4 separate regions of the Mus musculus genome follow, and regions 1, 2 and 3 are each linked to region 4. Evidence: chromatin contacts called from public ChIA-PET and HiChIP or PLAC-seq data. All regions are on one chromosome and are shown on one strand. The core of a region is the stretch at or near the end of the contact, and the rest is flanking DNA. Distances in the headings are between cores, read along the strand shown.

Region 1 (3,669 bases), core at 643-3,142, 510 kb before region 4:
CTGGATTATAAGTACTCCCGCGCCCCTTTGCTTGGGCATCTTTCTCTTCCAGGAGCGCGCCGGGGCCGCAGGGTTGTTATCCGCGTCCACCTTCTTCTCCAGCAGTTGCATGCGCGCCGTAGTCTCTGTTAGCATGTCCATGAGCAGTTCTTGCTGCAGCTTCAGGTAGTTATTCTCTTCCAGCAGCACCTGGCTCTTAATCGGCTGCACTTGTGGCTTCCAGGCCGGGATGGTGGAGGAGGGCAGAGGCGTGCGCGCGCTTGCGCGCTTCCCCTCTGGGGTCCAGCGGCCGCCGCGGAAAACGAAGGCCTCGTCGCTCAGTCGGGTGCGCGGCTCGCCGTAGTTGAGCCCCAGTTCGGCCTGTCGCGTGCGGTGGTCCAGCAGATAGAAGGTGGACATGGATGAGATATGGCGCAGCGGTGGCCTCCGCGGCGAGAAGCGGCGCGAGAAGTGGTCGACCCAGAATTGCCTCACCTGTTTCCACAGGCGGCCCGCTTGGCTCGCCGCCAGGCACTCAAAGGCCTCCAGGGTGAAGGTGGTGTGGGCCACGCGGGGCGCGCGGGTGTCTGGAACCCTGATGTTCTGGAATGGTGAAGGCGAGCCAGTGGCACTGCTGGAAAGCAAATGGCCTGTGAGCGGCCTGCTCAGGCTAGACTCTGCAGTTGTAGGCTAGTAGGGGAGCCCATTCCTGCATAGTCACACCAGCCGTGTTCACCAAAATTACCTCCCCGGGACCCTTTATCTAGGATGTAGGTGTGTAAGAGATAATGTAGGGCTGGGCAGTGATGGCACATGCCTTTAATCCCAGCACTTGGGAGGCAGAAGCAGGTGGATTTCTGAGTTCGAGGCCAGCCTGGTCTACAAAGTGAGTTCCAGGACAGCTAGGGCTACACAGAGAAACCCTATCTCGAAAAACAAACAAAAAAAGAGATAATGTAAAGGCCCAGAAACCACGTTCTCTGAAATGCTGGAAGAGACCACAGGTAGGGGGCCACAAGTAGAGATCAGTAGCCAAGCAAGTAGGACAGGCCTTTTCTTGCTGACAGCTGTGAGGCAAAGGGCTGTCATGTTCCAGATGCATGAAAGAGCCGACAAATAGGATTGGTTCCGAGAATAGCAGAAACGTAGGCTAGAAAGGTGAGCCAGAGGGCATTTTTCGGTACAGTACAGGGAAATTGAACATTGTGGTTGTCATTCTTTAAGGGAGGCTGCTGATGGCTGCAAAGTCAGGGTTAGTGTGAACTCGGCAGAGCATCTGTCTGGTGAGATGTCTAGCACATTCTAGCACTGGCACCTGCTCCATGCCAGGTCTGGCCTGCACAGAGGATACCACAAGCACAGCCTTTGTCTATCCTCAAGATGTTCCTGGTCCAGCTGGAAAGGCGTGTATTAACATCCAGTGTAATCAATGACATCATAGGACAGACAGGTAGGTGCCTTAGCCTAGACCCATACTTAGCTTTCAAGTAACTAGAATGCTGCACACTAGAGTTAACTTTTGTTCCTAGCCAACTACTGATAGGAATCTAAAGCCCAGATAACTACCAGAACCCATCTTACTTGCTTCCTAACTCTTCTCACAACACCTATAAAGTGCTGATTCTACAGTGTGGTTTTTCAAATACCTCTCCTGCCATCGAGGGCAGGAGTGAAAACTGCTGTCGGGTTTCCTTTGCCACACCTTCATTAAACCCAACAGAATTGTGCAGGTGGGCAGAGACAGGTGTTCTCCCCCACCCCCTGATTTAACTCATGGAGCGAGTCTCTGGAAGTCCCTACACATCCATCTTTGAGGTTACAACTTCCCCAGTAGACTGTTTCCTGACATTCCTTGTGAGTTGTTCCTCACCTGGAAGATGTGGTGGCGGTGCCCAAGCTGCTGTCCCAGGCCTGGCCCCATTTCTGGGTTATGGCACCCACCTGTCTGCCAGCTGTGACTCACAATGCCTCCCTGCCAGGCCTCCTAGGGTAGAGGTGGTGTAGACAGTGAAGTGTGTTCAGTTACGGGAAGTTTCCGGAGCATTGACTGTGCTCCAGGCACTGTTCTGGGGGAGGGAAGACGTTCAATCATAAAATCGCACCCCTCATTTTGTTTAAATCTTTGTTTTGATTTAGGTCCTTTTGAGACAGGATAGCCCAGGTTACCCTGTAGCCCAGGCTAGTAAGAATCCTCCTGAGCCAGTCAGTGGCAGCAGGTGGGTTTCAAGAGTTCGAGGCCAGCCTGGTTCAAGGCTGCCAGGGCTACACAGAGAAACCCTATCTGGAAAAACAAAACAAAACAACAACAAAGGGATCTGCCTGCTTCCTGCCTTAGCCTTCCAGCCGGATTATAATCATATGTTTCTGGCTTCTATGTGGAAGGTGGGAGTATGGGTAGTGTGACCTCTGGCCAAAAGCTAACCTCCAGTATCTTCTTGATCACTCTTCACCTTACTTGTTTGTTTACTTATTATAAACATAAAGGCAGGGTATCTTTATGGAGTCCTGGCTATCCTGGAACTAGCTCTGTAGACCAGGCTGGCCTCAGACTCACAGAGATCCACTTGCTCTGCCTTAGAGTGCTGAGATCAAAAGTGCACCAACCTGCCTGGTCTTCCACCCTATTTTTTGAGTCAGAGTCTCACTGAACCTGGAGTTAGCAGAGTCAAAAGGCCAGCTGGCCAAAAAGCTGTAGGGATCTTCTACCCCCACCTTTGCCAGGGAAGTGTCTTCTTGGAGTTGTAGTGACATCAAAGGTGAGAGAGAGCTCCCAGAGATGCACTCTGTGAACAAGGTGGGAGTTGGGTACCACTCGACTTCTGGCCAGCTATGAAAGTCATGTGTTGTATTAATGAAGATAGGGCAGAGGGATCTTACTCATTCTGTCTCTCCCTTAAGTTCCAGACAGACATTGCTGTACCCTGCAGATTGTGTGTGTCAGTGTCCCGTGTCAGCACTGGGGTTAGAGATGCAGGCTGCCACACTCACTCAATCCCATGAGAACTGGGGTTCTGCACTCAGGGTCTCAGGCTTGTGCAGCAGGCCCCTCCCTCACTGAGCCATCTCAGGCCCCTTACTTGGGTTTTTGGAGACCTGATCTCACTTTGTTAGCCTAAGCTGGCTCAAATCTCCTAGGCCTAAGTGATCCTCCTCCCATCTTAGTCTCCTGAGCAGCTCCAGCCTATAGGCTGTGGCACACAGTACCTTAAGCCAACATTCTTGGCAATGGGGTGGATGGGAGGTGAGCATAAGGAATCTGGTATTGCTCTAGAACACATGTAGATTGCCCTCCAGGAATTTTAGTGCAACCTTAGTCCAGAGTGTAGCAATGGAAACTTTTGGGGGCAGATTGAGCCCAGGGCTTCCTGCATGATATTTGTATACTCTTCCAGTAACTTTTTAATTTTTTTCAAATCCTACTTTTAATGATTTTTTTAAAGATTAATTACTATACATAAGTACACTGTAACTGACTTCAGACACACCAGAAGAGAGTGTCAGATCCCATTACAGATGGTTGTGAGCCACCATGCGGTTGCTGGGAATTGAACTCAGGACCTTTGGAAGAGCAATCAGTGCTCTTACCCTCTGAGCCATCTCGCCGGCCCTTAATGGTGGTTCTTAAATGCTTTAACCTCCCTTGTAGCCCACCACCCACCAGAAGTAGTGGGAAAGAAAGGATTCGGGAGA
Region 2 (4,064 bases), core at 747-3,246, 450 kb before region 4:
GTTTATTTATGTCACTGGTGGTGGTCATTGCCTTTTTGGGTCCCTCTTCCTCCCTCAAGGTTCCATTGAAGCTCCAGCCTCCTTAAATACCTGACTCGTTAGTAAATGATCAGCAGTCTTCAGCTCTTAAAAAAAGCGTAGAGGGCAGGTATTGTAGCTGAGTAGGTAGAACTGCTAAGCGTGTGCAAGGTTCCGTGGGTCTGATTCCTGGCACTGAATTAAGATAGATAAAGGCCCTTATATTCTGATTTTCTATGCTGGACTCCTTGTTGTAAAATGTCCATGCCAGTAGTACTCTTCTATTGTCCACTTTTCAGATTGTCACACTGCTAAATGACATTATATTAAAGCCCGTGTTAAATATCTGTATCATAACACTGAATGTTTTTACTGTTTGAATAATGGTTAATTTAGTCTTTTCTCATAGGAGACCTTAATTTAGTTTTGTATTTAAGTGATGGTTTAGTCATTACCATTGTGTAAAATGGACCTCAGCCCAAAAACTTTTTCATTGCTGGCATTTGAACCAGTGCTCTACCACTGAGCTACACCCTGTCCTCCTAGATACTATTCTTTAGGATATATATATATATCTTTTAACAGCTTTTATTAGAAAAAAAGTTTCTCAGGCTTCATATTTGAGGATATTGGAAGTCATGCCCAGGATATTTTGTGTTTTAGGTTGCGTCCTGAATCCATACACTATAGAGTTTTGAAGATAACCTTGCACTTCTAACTGGGCGTAATGGTGTGATCAGAAGCAGAGGCAGGCCAGCCTCAGACAATATATTTGAGGGCAATCTGGGGTACCTGACACTACAGTTTAATGGTGGGCTGGAGAGTTGGCTCAGCAGCTAAGTACCCCACTGCTCTGCCAGAGGTCCTGAATTCCCAGCAACCACATGGTGGCTCATAATCATCAGTAATGGGATCCGATGCCCTCTTCTAGTGTGTATGTGAAGACAGCTGCAGCGTACTCATGAGGTCCTGGGTTCAGTCCTTCATCACTGCATACAAAAGCTGCTGGTTTCACTTGAGTGCTGATTGTAATGCTTGGCACTGGGAAGAAGCAGTGCTCACTTATCTTTGCCACTCCCGCCACCAAAAACTTAGAATTCCTTTTTCTTATTTTAACTCCATGTGTATAAAAACACTTGGCTGTTAGCTTTTTTTCTTTGTGATTTTAAAAATAAAACTTTAATGAACTCTAGTAAGAGGTTAAAGGGTGACATGTTTGAGTGGCTCGTGAGGTCTTCTATTGCAAAGCCTCCCAGCATCTCCTATGGCAGTTTGGGTGTCAGTAACCATCCAGAACATTTTTTGGTCCTTTCCTGGCTTTTTACCTTCGCTCACTTGCTTGCTAGTGGCATCACTGGAACCCAGTGCTTTGGATTGGATTTTGAGTGACTCAATTTTATATATCAGTCGGTTTTTAAGTGTATGCCCCTGTAGATCTAAATAACTCCAGTCCCCAGTATTGAGGCTCTTTCCCACCCTCACCCCTCCAAGTAATGAGCTATTGCTCACAGTACCAGTCAGTGATAACTATCTCTACTAGGTCGCTCAAGCTCAAAACAATTCTGATCAATTACGTGGCTGTATGTAAAGAATGAGGTCGGAAATGGCTGACCTCGAAATAGTGTGGGTGGACTAAAAAGATAGACAGCTTTGGACATCTGGGTCTTAAGGCTTCCACCTCACTCAGACTTAACCCGCGTTCCTCACGAACCCGGAAGGGACTGCTTTCAGGGGGCGGTGTTCAGAAAACGTGGCTCTTCTTGGATAGGTTCCCGTCAGTCACAGTTCACTCTCCCGCACTGAGCCCGCCTCGGGCTTCCCTCCTCGCCAGAGTGTTCAGTTTAAATACCCGAAAATTCCTGACGTGCTTGTCCCCCACGCCCTCGGGCAGCGGGTTTCCTTTGATTGGCTAGAGCTTCGGTCCATCAGCAGTGACGCAGAGTTCGCCGGCCCAGGCCCCGCCCTCTTCCGAAAGCCCCGAAAACAATTTTAAGATGGCGGCGGCAGCGGCGCGGAAAACAATGGGGCAGGGGTATAGCGGACAGGCCGAAGCCTGAGGCGGGCGGTGTTCCCCGGCCTGGAATCGGGCCGAGCGGGGCCGGAGGAAGACCCGCCGCCGCGCCCGAGCCCGCTCCACAGCCCGGCCGGACATGGCGCGGGCGTGAGGCGGATCCGGGCCGTCAGAAGCGGAGGAACCCGAAGTGGCAGCCGGCGCCGGGAGGCCCGGGCCCGGCCAGTGCCGCCCGCGGCCCATGGTGCTACCCACCTGCCCCATGGCGGAGTTCGCGCTGCCGCGGCACAGCGCGGTCATGGAGCGCCTCCGCCGGCGCATCGAACTGTGCCGGCGCCACCACAGCACCTGTGAGGCCCGCTACGAGGCTGTGTCTCCCGAGCGCCTGGAGCTCGAGCGCCAGCACACCTTTGCCCTGCACCAGCGCTGCATCCAGGCCAAGGCCAAGCGCGCCGGCAAGCACCGGCAGCCGCCGGCCGCCGCCACGGCCCCGGTTGCCGCTCCGGCCCCCGCCTCGGCCCCGGCGGCCGCGCGCCTGGACGCAGCGGACGGCCCGGAGCACGGCCGCCCGGTCGCGGTGAGTAAGGCTGGCGCCTGCCACAGCAATACTCACTCCCGAAAACGCCTCTTCCGGCGCGGATCGGGCCTTGGGGAAACTTTCCCGAGCGCCCCCATTTCTTAGTCTGGGTCCTGGGAGGTGGCTAACATGGCAGGGCGCTTGTCATCTTCCAGAAGTGGCACTGCGGTGTACTTTGGGAAAACGTCCCCTTGAGGACTTGAGTGAAATCGGGGCTGGAAAAGCAGGAGGTTAGTTGCTGGTAGGCTTTTCTCCTAAACTTAATTTCCAATTGATGAGAACTTCGTCTTGGAGCAGACCCGCGTTGGAGTTGCCTAGGATGTAGGGCGTTCTTGCACCGTAGGCCTGGCCTCGCTTAGTCTGCAGATGTTGATTGGATCTTTGCTTCGTGGAGGTTAGTTAGGGCTTTAATATGGAAATAAGTCTCCCTTCAGTTGACAGTATCCCGCGGTTTCGGAATGGAAAATTGAAAAGTCTTTGGAAGCTTCGGTAAACGGAGTTGCTTAAAAGGCATTCGTTTTCCCCCAACCCCCGCAAAAGGGAACTTTGGAATTTGTGAACGCCTGATTCCTGCTATATTATTGACAGTTCCAAAATTAACCTACTAAGCCTGTTAAAAACCTCTGATAATATTAATAGTTGTTGAACGGGGGAAATGACGTTACTTGTTGGTCAGCTGTGCCCTTTGGTTTTTAGTAGCTAATCCCGAGATTTATTGGTTAGAAGTTTTGCCTCCCTGAAACTGATTTATAAACCGGAAACCTGTGTGGAGGGGCGGGGGAGGGGAATGGGTGTTACAAAATTCTTGGTAGTTTAAAAGTAAAATTTTACAACACTTAAGTTGTTTGGTAATTCTAATTTATGTCTTCATTGTCTCTCACTTGGGCCGTTGTTAAAACTCTTCCCTAACTGGTGGTTAGTCTTTCAGTCACTTAATACCCTTCCTCTTGAAATGTTAGAAACCCTTCTGTTGCTGGAGGGAATTAGGTTTAATCTTCGGTTGGCTTTCGGAGCCAGCCGGAGCTAGCCTGTCTTTTCATGTGCCCCACAGGGCTATTGCTTTCCTTCCTTCCCACACTATCCCCGCTGCGAGACCACACGGCAGAACACACCGGTTCTGACCCAGCTGCTCGAGTCTTCTCATCCTCACTTTCCCGCCTGTAAATCGAGGGTATGTTGTGCGCCTTACAAGGTTTCTTGAAGCAATCAAATGAGTATGAGGTTAGGTGTGGTTGATTCCTGCCCAGAGGTAGGAAGGAGGAAAGAAGAAATGACAGTGGATGTGATGTGAACAAATTTCTCAAACTAAACGGCTGCTTGCAGGATCTTTCTCAACATTTTCAGAATCCTGCCGTCCTTCCAGCCACAGCCTACCTTCATCTGCAGTTAGTGAAAAACCAGCCCACAGCAGAATCTCCTCTCTCAATACAGTTATGAAGTATATGTATATGTGTGTGT
Region 3 (3,653 bases), core at 806-3,305, 360 kb before region 4:
TAGCAGAGGGTCCTGCAGGATCAGGGGCCTTTTCCTGGGCTAGCAACTGTTGGAGAGGAAAGCCTAAAACTGGGATTGTCCTCTGGGGCAATAGGTGTGTACCTTCTAGCCACCAGGGAAATGGCAGTCACACCTGTGTGGCAAATCACTGTCCATTGCTGAGTTTTCCTAAAATTACAGATTTTTCTGCTCTCACAAAACCAATTCTGAGAGAGGTCCAGGGAAGACATGATAACTGGGAGAGGGGCCCTAGGAAGCTGGTGTGGAGACCCTGCCTCAGGGAGACGACTTGAGCTCCAATTCTGCCCTGCATGTCTTCTCCCATGACTTTGACTCAGCAGGTCTAGTCCTATGGAAAGGACCATACCTAGAAGGCCTTACAGGGTGACACCCTTCTCAGCCTCTAGCCTTCCCAGGACTGGGTTCCTGCTAAGAGCTCATTTTACTTTATTCATTTAATTTGTGGTTTGTTTTTATTTTTCCCTGAGACAGGGTTGCTCTGTGTAGCCCTGGCTGTCCTGGAACTCACTCTGTAGACCAGGCTGGCCTTGAACTCAGAAATCCACCTGCCTCTGCCTCCCAAGTTCTGGGGTTAAAGGCATGTGCCACCACTGCCCTGCTTAATTTGTTTTTTTTTTGAGAGTAGGACTTGCTATGCAAGCCTGGCCGAGCCTTGAATTAGAATTCCTCTTGACTCAGCTTCCCAAGGGCTGGGGTTACAGATGTGTGTCATCATGCTAGCTAACAGGTCACTCTGGCCACAGAAAGCAGCATTTCCTGGTTTTGGCGTTTGTATTGGGGGTTGAACCTAAGATGTAACACATACTAGGCAGGTGCTCTGTCACTGAGCTATATCCCTATGCACCAAATTCCCATTAATGATATCTCCCGGGTATATCCCTACTAAGCTAAATCCTCATGACCTGTATCCCTACTAAGCTAAATCTCTATAAGCTGTATCCCTACTAAGCTAAATCTCCTGTATCCTTACTAAACTGTATAGCCAGATTCTTTATTCCCGCCCCCCAGCACCCAGACTTTTTTTCTTTCTTAGAAGCCTCATGCAGCCAAGGCTGGCTTTGAACTCTGGAACCTCTGACCTCCCAAGTACTAGGATCACTTTCTATTTTGAAACAGTTTCACCAAGTTGCTCAAGCAGAATATCTTGAACTTGGTCTTTTCCTGCCTCAGCACCTCAAACAGCTGGAATAACCAACCTGTGGCACAGGACTGGCTATAGCTTGTATTTTGGTTCCTAGATGGAGGGCAGGTGGTCTGATCCCTTTGTGCTTTGAAGCCACTAAGGCCTGAGATACATGTACCTTCCGAGAGAGAGAGAGAGAGAAAGAGAGAGAGAGAGAGAGAGAGAGAGAGAGAGAGAATATGAATGTGTGTGTATGTGTGTGTGTGTCTGGGCTGCAGTGAGGAATCTCTGGTTGCAATGAACAGGTTGTGACTACTGCTGCCTCTGGAGCCCTGGCTACCCCTCTTACAGGGTGGGTTTGTGAGAAGTCACCAGTGCTTGTCCAACACCTCTCAACCTGATCTTTGTTAAATTGGGTGAGGCCTAAGATGGTGGGTGATGTTCCTTTATTCAGTGAGGGGCTGGTCATGGTGGATGCCTGGAAGGGGGTGGGAGTGGGGGCTACTACCGGGGACACTATGTTTAGGAGGGTCGGAATAGCATCCTGTGAGACAGCCTGTTTGGCTAAAAGAATGGCTACCTGACAGTAGACATCTGTGTCCTCCTAGCTTCTGGGCCGTACATCCCCCCTGGCTTGGGGACGACACTGCTGAGTCATAGGCAGGCCCAAGCCTGGGAGGTACCTAGGCTCGATACTTACGGGTCCTTTTCCCAACGACTTGAGGCTGAGGCTGGTCTCTTGTGGTCACCCATGTATTCGGTGGGAAAGAAAAGAGTAGGCAGTGGGGTCGTCTCGACCCCGTACCTTTCAAGGGTCCCATCAAGGGGGCTCCAGCGGCCGCCCCAGCCTAGGGGAGGGGCGGGGCTCATAGAGGCTCCGCCCCCACGAGGCGGGGCTCCCCCGTTTTCTATAAAAGCTGGGCTCTCGGCGCCGCCGCTGCCCAGCTGTTTCGTCCGTACCTAGACCGCGGTTATGGCGTCGTTCACGGTGAAGGCCTATCTTCTGGGCAAGGAGGAGGCGACCCGCGAGATCCGCCGCTTCAGCTTCTGCTTCAGCCCGGAGCCGGAGGCGGAAGCCCAAGCCGCGGCCGGCCCGGGGCCCTGCGAGAGGCTGCTGAGCCGAGTGGCTGTGCTGTTCCCCACGCTGAGGCCTGGCGGCTTCCAGGCGCACTACCGCGGTGAGGGCCTGGGGCGGGGAAGCCAACCTCCCCCGCCAGGGAGTAGTAGGTCTGGGCGAGGACGAGGCGGCGTGTCCTCTGGCTCCCCGCGGGGACAGGGTGGTCAGGCGGCCGCTCAGGTTACATCTAACATCCAGCGGTTCGCTTGCTCCCCGTAACGCCCGGTGGTGGGTTCAGTTAAAGCCCCGGAAGACCTGGGACCAGGCAGACGTGGAGGAGGGGTGGAGAGGAGTGACGCGGATAAATAAGCAGCGGGGGCGGGGTGGGGCAGCCCGTGGGAAGGGAGGTAGGGGACCCCGGAACTAGCTCAGTCTCTTGCGTTGGAGTGGCTGGTGGCTGCATGGGGTGGAGCTAGAGGTTGTTGACAAGAGACGAGTGGACAAGACCCTCCCTGTGGGAGGGAATGGTTTTGCGATCTCTATGGAGGACTGTGGGTAGGCCAGGTTGGTTGGTCAGTCTCTCTCTTTTCTGAAATAAAGCCACGTAGCCTGATTGGCCTGGAATTCACGAGTGGTTTAGGCCGTCCTCAATCACTCCAATCCTCTTGTCTCAATTTTCTAGTGCAGGAATCACAGGGACTACTGGACAGAAAATTTTCAGTGTAACTGCGTTATAACCTAGGACCTGTGCAATTCACCCAGTAAAAGTGTATAACGATTATTCTTTCGTATTAGCAGAGACAGGTCTTACTATATGGCCGGGATGGCCTGTATCTCTAAATTGTCCTTCTGAGTCATCTTTGTGCTAGGCATCCAGTCCAGGGCTTCATGCATGTTAGGCCCTCGAGCAACTGAGCTACCTCCCCAGCTCCTTGCATTTAAAAAAAAAAAATGAGTTGTATAACTATTTTCACATTCGGCTTAGAATCTCTTCATTGTTTTATAAATTTTATTTATATATTACATAAAAATTATATAACAATTATTGTAATAATTATTATTTTATTATATAATTTTTTTCCTGTTTGTCATCTTGTATCCTTTCCAGTTCCAGGCAATGGCTGGTCTACTTTAGTATTCATTTTACTATTAGGAATTAGAACACATTAAAATGGCTTTTTTTTTTTTTTTTGGTTGCTTTTTCAAGACAGGGTTTCTCTAGGTAGCTTTGGCTGGTCTGTAGACCAGGCTGGCACAGTGAATCTTTGTTCATTCACTTATTAATATGTCTAAGGCCCATTTGTATTACAGCTCTCACTAGTACATCTTCCCCCCTCCAGTACTGGGAATTGAACCTAGGGCTTTGCATATGCTAGTCAAGGGCTCTATTTCTGTACATGGGCAGTATTTAATTTCTTTTTGTGTATGAAGAATAGTCTTCTTTGAATATGT
Region 4 (4,189 bases), core at 950-3,449:
TGAAAGGGAGGAGAGAAACATTTATAGATTGGCTATTGTTCTTCCAGAACAAATCGAAAACCAAACACAAATAGAGCTGAGAACCTTAGATTGAGGGCAATCTGGGTTCGAGTTCTCACTGGCTGCCTGCGCTGAAGCAAACTGCTGAAGCACTGAGCCTCCGTTTCTTCCTCTGTGGAACCCAGTGTGCCAGCCACACTCAAATGAGTGCCTGGCTGGTATCTGGGGAACAGGGCCTAGCTCCTCTGGCCTCAGGCTACAGTTCCTGCTCCTCCATGCTTCTCCCTCCCACACTGCCTGCTCAGGAGGTTAGCAGTGCTGCATGAGGTCCGCATTTTGGCTTGGCACCAAATAGCTAGTTTTAATTAGCTATTGCCAACACTGACATATCAGAGTCCAGATACAAACTTGGAATCCTGGCTTTTACAAAAATTGCTGAACCAAGTTCTGGAGCTCTGGGGTCTCCAGCACCCCATAAAGCCCCACACTTGCCCTGGAGGGCTGATTCTTGGCTCCAGACTGAGCAGAGTTCCTTGTTGATCTTGCCCTTTCACTTTCTGTCTGTCCCTGCTCAAGGCCCTCCAGCACCCCCACCCCACACCCTCCATTTCTAGGGCACAGACCCTTCACTATAGCTGGTGTCATATCCTGTCCTAGAACTGTGTGCATGCCAGTCTGCTCTATGGGGCTCCTGGACTCTCTGGGGGACGGTACCCTGTTGCTATCTCCTTTGTGTCCCCAGAGCCCAGCAGAAAGCATGACCTAGATAATACAGAATCCAGTAGATAACTCCTGAATGTGTGGAAGGAAGCCAGAGCAAAACTCTTACCAAAACGTATTTTTTTTATCACAAATTGTTCTGACAGCTACTAGAAAGAGATTAAAAACATGAAAATATTTCACAAAGTGAGAATCAGCGTCTGTTTGCTTACAAGTTTCACAAGTTAAAGTCACCAACAAAATGGACAAAGCAGAGATAATAATAGGCAGGGATGGTCTTACTGTTCATTCACTGATCTGACTTTACAGATGAAACAACTACCTGTACTCACCATGCTATACAAAAAGGACGGGGCAATAAATCAGATAGCATCAATCCAGAGTAGGTACTGGATGGAAAATTAAAGAAACTGATGAGCGAGAATGACTAAGCGAGGGAAAAGGGTGGTCAAGCTAGGTAGGCCTCGCCTATAACAAGACACTGAACCACAGGAGGAAGCGATGTGAGAGAAGACAGCTGGGTAAAAATCTTATAGACAACTCTGAACATAGAGAAATCGAAGTGCAAAGGTCCTGAGGTAAATAAATGATTTTGGCATGCCCAAGGCAGGTGAGCTTAGGATAGGAGAGCAGAGATCTGCTTCTGTTAAGAGGGGAAGGAGTGGCGGAGGAGGTGGGCAGGGCCCACTCTGGCTTTGCTGGGCACTGAAGATGAATGACAAGGCTCGGGAGGGGGGGCAGAAGTGGGGGAGGACTCTAAGCGGATGAGGGGGAGTTCCTACGACACTCACATCAGCAAGGGAGCATTTATTTACCCACTCAGATGCTCTCAAATGTGCGCCTTAGGCTTCTCTGCCCTAACGCTTTGAGACAGTTACACTGCCCGTTAACAACCCCGACCAAACCCTAGACATTCTACCATTACTCCCGAGGGGAAAGCAGAGGGCCAGTGAGGGTCGCAGTCACCGCCAAGGTCGCGGGGACCAGAGCTCAGGCTCCAGGGCATGCAGCGGGGTGCAGCGACGTGCCTCACAGCTGGAGGAAAGGCGCCCACAGATCCCTGCGGGCAGGTCTGCTGGGGCCCGGCCAGACAGCCGGCCTGCAGCCCTGGGGCTGCACACACCAGGCGGGAGAGAACGACCGCGGAACCGTGGATAGCCGGGCAGTACCGAGCAGTCCACCCCCTGAGCCCCGCACCCCAGGCCCTGCGTGGCCCGAGCAGCCCCGCCAGGCCTAGCCGCCCGCCCGGCTCACCTCGGCTCCGCGCCGCCGCGCCGGAGGCAGAGGGAGGGCACGCTGGCGGCGATGCGTTCTGGCGGCACCCAGCTCCACGACCTGGACCCGGTCGCCCCGCCCCGCTCTGCTCCGCCCCGTCGCCGTCGCAGTGGGTGTGAGGGGCGCGGGGCGCTGCGACCCTTCCGGTCCGGTTCCCTTCTGCTCCGCTGCTGCCACCGCCGCCGCCGCCGCCGCGGCGCTCAGTCTGACGGATTCTTAGGCCAGCCAATCAGAACTAGGATATCCAGACAGGCGGGACCAATTGAGACTGGGGGTGGGCAAGGCTGGGCAGTACGGGCGTGGCTGGAGGCTGGGTGTGGGCGGGGCCAGTGGCGCGCTCTGGATGCCCTAGTGCAGAGTGGCGCCCCCTAGGCGGCTCGCCGTCTGACCGTCTGCTTGCTGGAAGAGCGTCCGCCAGTGTGCACAGAGTTAGGGATCCAGGTCAAGCTAGGACCGTCTCCTGAGCCCGCCCTCCAGGGCCAGGAGACCCGCATGCGCCGGAGAGGGTGGGCCAAGGGGAGCCAGAGCCGGGGAGGGGCGAGGCGTGACTTTGCGACTACAGTGTAGGAGCCATTGTCAGGCCTCGGTTGTAGCAGGTGCAAATGGAGAGGCGACTTGGAAAAGGACTAAAGACAGCCGGGTTAGACAAGAGTTCTGGGCATGATCAAGGACTTGAAGCCTGGGAACCTGGAGTACAACGGCCCCGGAGGAAGAACCAGGACAAGCCGCGGGGCCTTGGGGTTTGTTTTTCACTAAGGCAGATGCCACACTGAATGGGATCATAACAGGGGTGCGGCCAGATGTCCAGAAGGTGGGGGTTGGGGAGACGGTGACCATGACCCTGATGAGTCAGTGACGGGTATAGCCTAAAGAGGCCTCTTATAAGAGACAAGTTTCTGCTTTGGTGTAGAGGGGTGAGGAGGGTGTCCGTCCAGTGCTGAAGGGCTTCTAGACAGTGGGTCTTTAACACTGCTGCTTTTGTTGACGCTTCTGCAGACCTCTGGCTCTCAAGTAGGTTCCAGAAGGTCTGAGGTGAATCAGATGTTTGGAAAACTCAGAATTTGGGATTCTGACTACTCTGTGTTTTGATAGAGAGGCTGCAAGTGAGACAGGGACGTTGAACACACTGAGGGAAGCTACGAACAGGTTAGGCTGAGGACTGGTCAATAAGGGATTGGAAAAATGGAGACAGTAGTTGACAAGTGGTGTCTATGGTGGTAGAGCTGTAGTCACAAGATGCCAAGGAGGAGCCAGGGAGAAGGACTCTGCGTATAGGAAGATCAAGAGACTAGGAGGCCCCATGAATCTCCGCAGAATTTGAAGAGAGCTGTGACTCTGGTTTCAAGCACTGAACTAGGGTGGTGGAGGCTCAGAGGAGCAGTAGGGTCGAGAAGGGGATCCAGACAATCACAGTGTCTCTGTCCTATTCTGCTTTTATATTGGTGTGACAAGGCACAATGACCAGAAAGCACTTCGGGGAGGAGAGGGTTTATTTTGGATTAGAACTCTGAGGTCACACTCCATCGTTAAAGGAAGTAGGAAACTCAAGGCAGGAACCAAAGCAGAGGAAGTGGGGGAACGCAGCTCACTAGGTCAGGGATGGAACTGCCTCCAGTGTGCTAGGCCCTCCCACATCAATCATTTGTGAAGAAAATGTCCCCACAAACTTTATTACAGACCAATCTTAGGGAGGCATTGTCTCAGTTAAAAGTCTCTCTTCCCAGATAGGACTAAATCGAGTTGACCAAGCCCAACTAGCAGAGTCCTCCTTTGGCCACCCCCATGCTGGCCACCAGGGGGAGTATGGTTTATTCCTGCTCAAAATTCTCCTAGTTCCTGAGTGTGCTGCTTTGAGAAAGGTTCTTTTTGTGAGCTTCTGTCCACACCTGTCCTCACCTCGGCTCTTCCCGTCACTGCTTTAGAAGCTCCAAAGAAAACAGAGCCAGCAGTTGGCATTATTAAAAACCAGCACAGCCTGGCTACCATTGTTGCAGTTTCCCTGAAGAACACTAATGAGTGCTTCCCCTCAGATTAGAATCCCTAGACATCCAAGACTGGTGTTATAGCCAACTCAATGCAAAGTAAGTAACCACAAATCATCATGGGTATGTTTACCCAGTAAGTTTCCCATTCAGATTCTGTTTTTTTCTACAGACGCTGCTCTTTGTTCTTTTTTTTTTCAAAATAATGGTGA

The links. ChIA-PET counts read pairs in DNA pulled down with a chosen protein or histone mark. HiChIP or PLAC-seq counts read pairs in DNA pulled down with a chosen protein or histone mark.
Region 1: a contact with region 4 is called in a FOXA1 HiChIP or PLAC-seq map of pancreatic cancer cells. The contact joins the promoter of Cby3 here to the promoter of Mapk9 in region 4. A contact is called at or near these places in 7 of 39 promoter capture datasets (embryonic stem cells, hippocampal neurons, liver and 2 more), 1 of 484 Hi-C or Micro-C datasets (embryonic stem cells), 1 of 115 datasets of contacts at active chromatin or transcription factors (pancreatic cancer cells) and 1 of 9 other capture datasets (liver).
Region 2: a contact with region 4 is called in an H3K27ac HiChIP or PLAC-seq map of thymic regulatory T cells, with 2.8 times the contacts expected there. The contact joins the promoter of Maml1 here to the promoter of Mapk9 in region 4. A contact is called at or near these places in 9 of 39 promoter capture datasets (3T3-L1-derived adipocytes, embryonic stem cells, fetal liver and 4 more), 3 of 484 Hi-C or Micro-C datasets (all in embryonic stem cells) and 1 of 115 datasets of contacts at active chromatin or transcription factors (thymic regulatory T cells).
Region 3: an RNA polymerase II ChIA-PET map of memory CD8 T cells shows a contact between it and region 4, with 78 read pairs. The contact joins the promoter of Sqstm1 here to the promoter of Mapk9 in region 4. A contact is called at or near these places in 2 of 39 promoter capture datasets (pre-B cells and stem cell-derived epiblast-like cells), 1 of 484 Hi-C or Micro-C datasets (embryonic stem cells), 4 of 115 datasets of contacts at active chromatin or transcription factors (effector CD8 T cells, embryonic stem cells, memory CD8 T cells and 1 more) and 4 of 9 other capture datasets (adipose tissue, embryonic stem cells, liver and 1 more).

The regions. Positions count from the first base shown.
Region 1 is chr11:50,355,984-50,359,652 of GRCm38.p6, reverse strand. Cby3 (chibby family member 3) reads right to left here and starts at 1,892. Exons shown (of 2, transcript NM_029691.1): 1 at 1,850-1,892; 2 at 1-613. The coding sequence starts at 399. Mir804 (microRNA 804) reads left to right here and starts at 1,774; the gene lies at 1,774-1,868.
Region 2 is chr11:50,290,268-50,294,331 of GRCm38.p6, reverse strand. It overlaps Maml1 (mastermind like transcriptional coactivator 1), which reads left to right and starts at 1,996. Exons shown (of 5, transcript NM_175334.3): 1 at 1,996-2,606. The coding sequence starts at 2,271. It overlaps Canx (calnexin), which reads left to right. Exons shown (of 15, transcript NM_007597.3): 15 at 1-375.
Region 3 is chr11:50,209,222-50,212,874 of GRCm38.p6, reverse strand. It overlaps Sqstm1 (sequestosome 1), which reads left to right and starts at 2,055. Exons shown (of 8, transcript NM_011018.3): 1 at 2,055-2,322. The coding sequence starts at 2,118.
Region 4 is chr11:49,844,761-49,848,949 of GRCm38.p6, reverse strand. Mapk9 (mitogen-activated protein kinase 9) reads right to left here and starts at 2,199. Exons shown (of 12, transcript NM_207692.2): 1 at 1,975-2,199. It overlaps Gm36507 (a long non-coding RNA gene), which reads left to right and starts at 2,653. Exons shown (of 4, transcript XR_003949545.1): 1 at 2,653-2,735.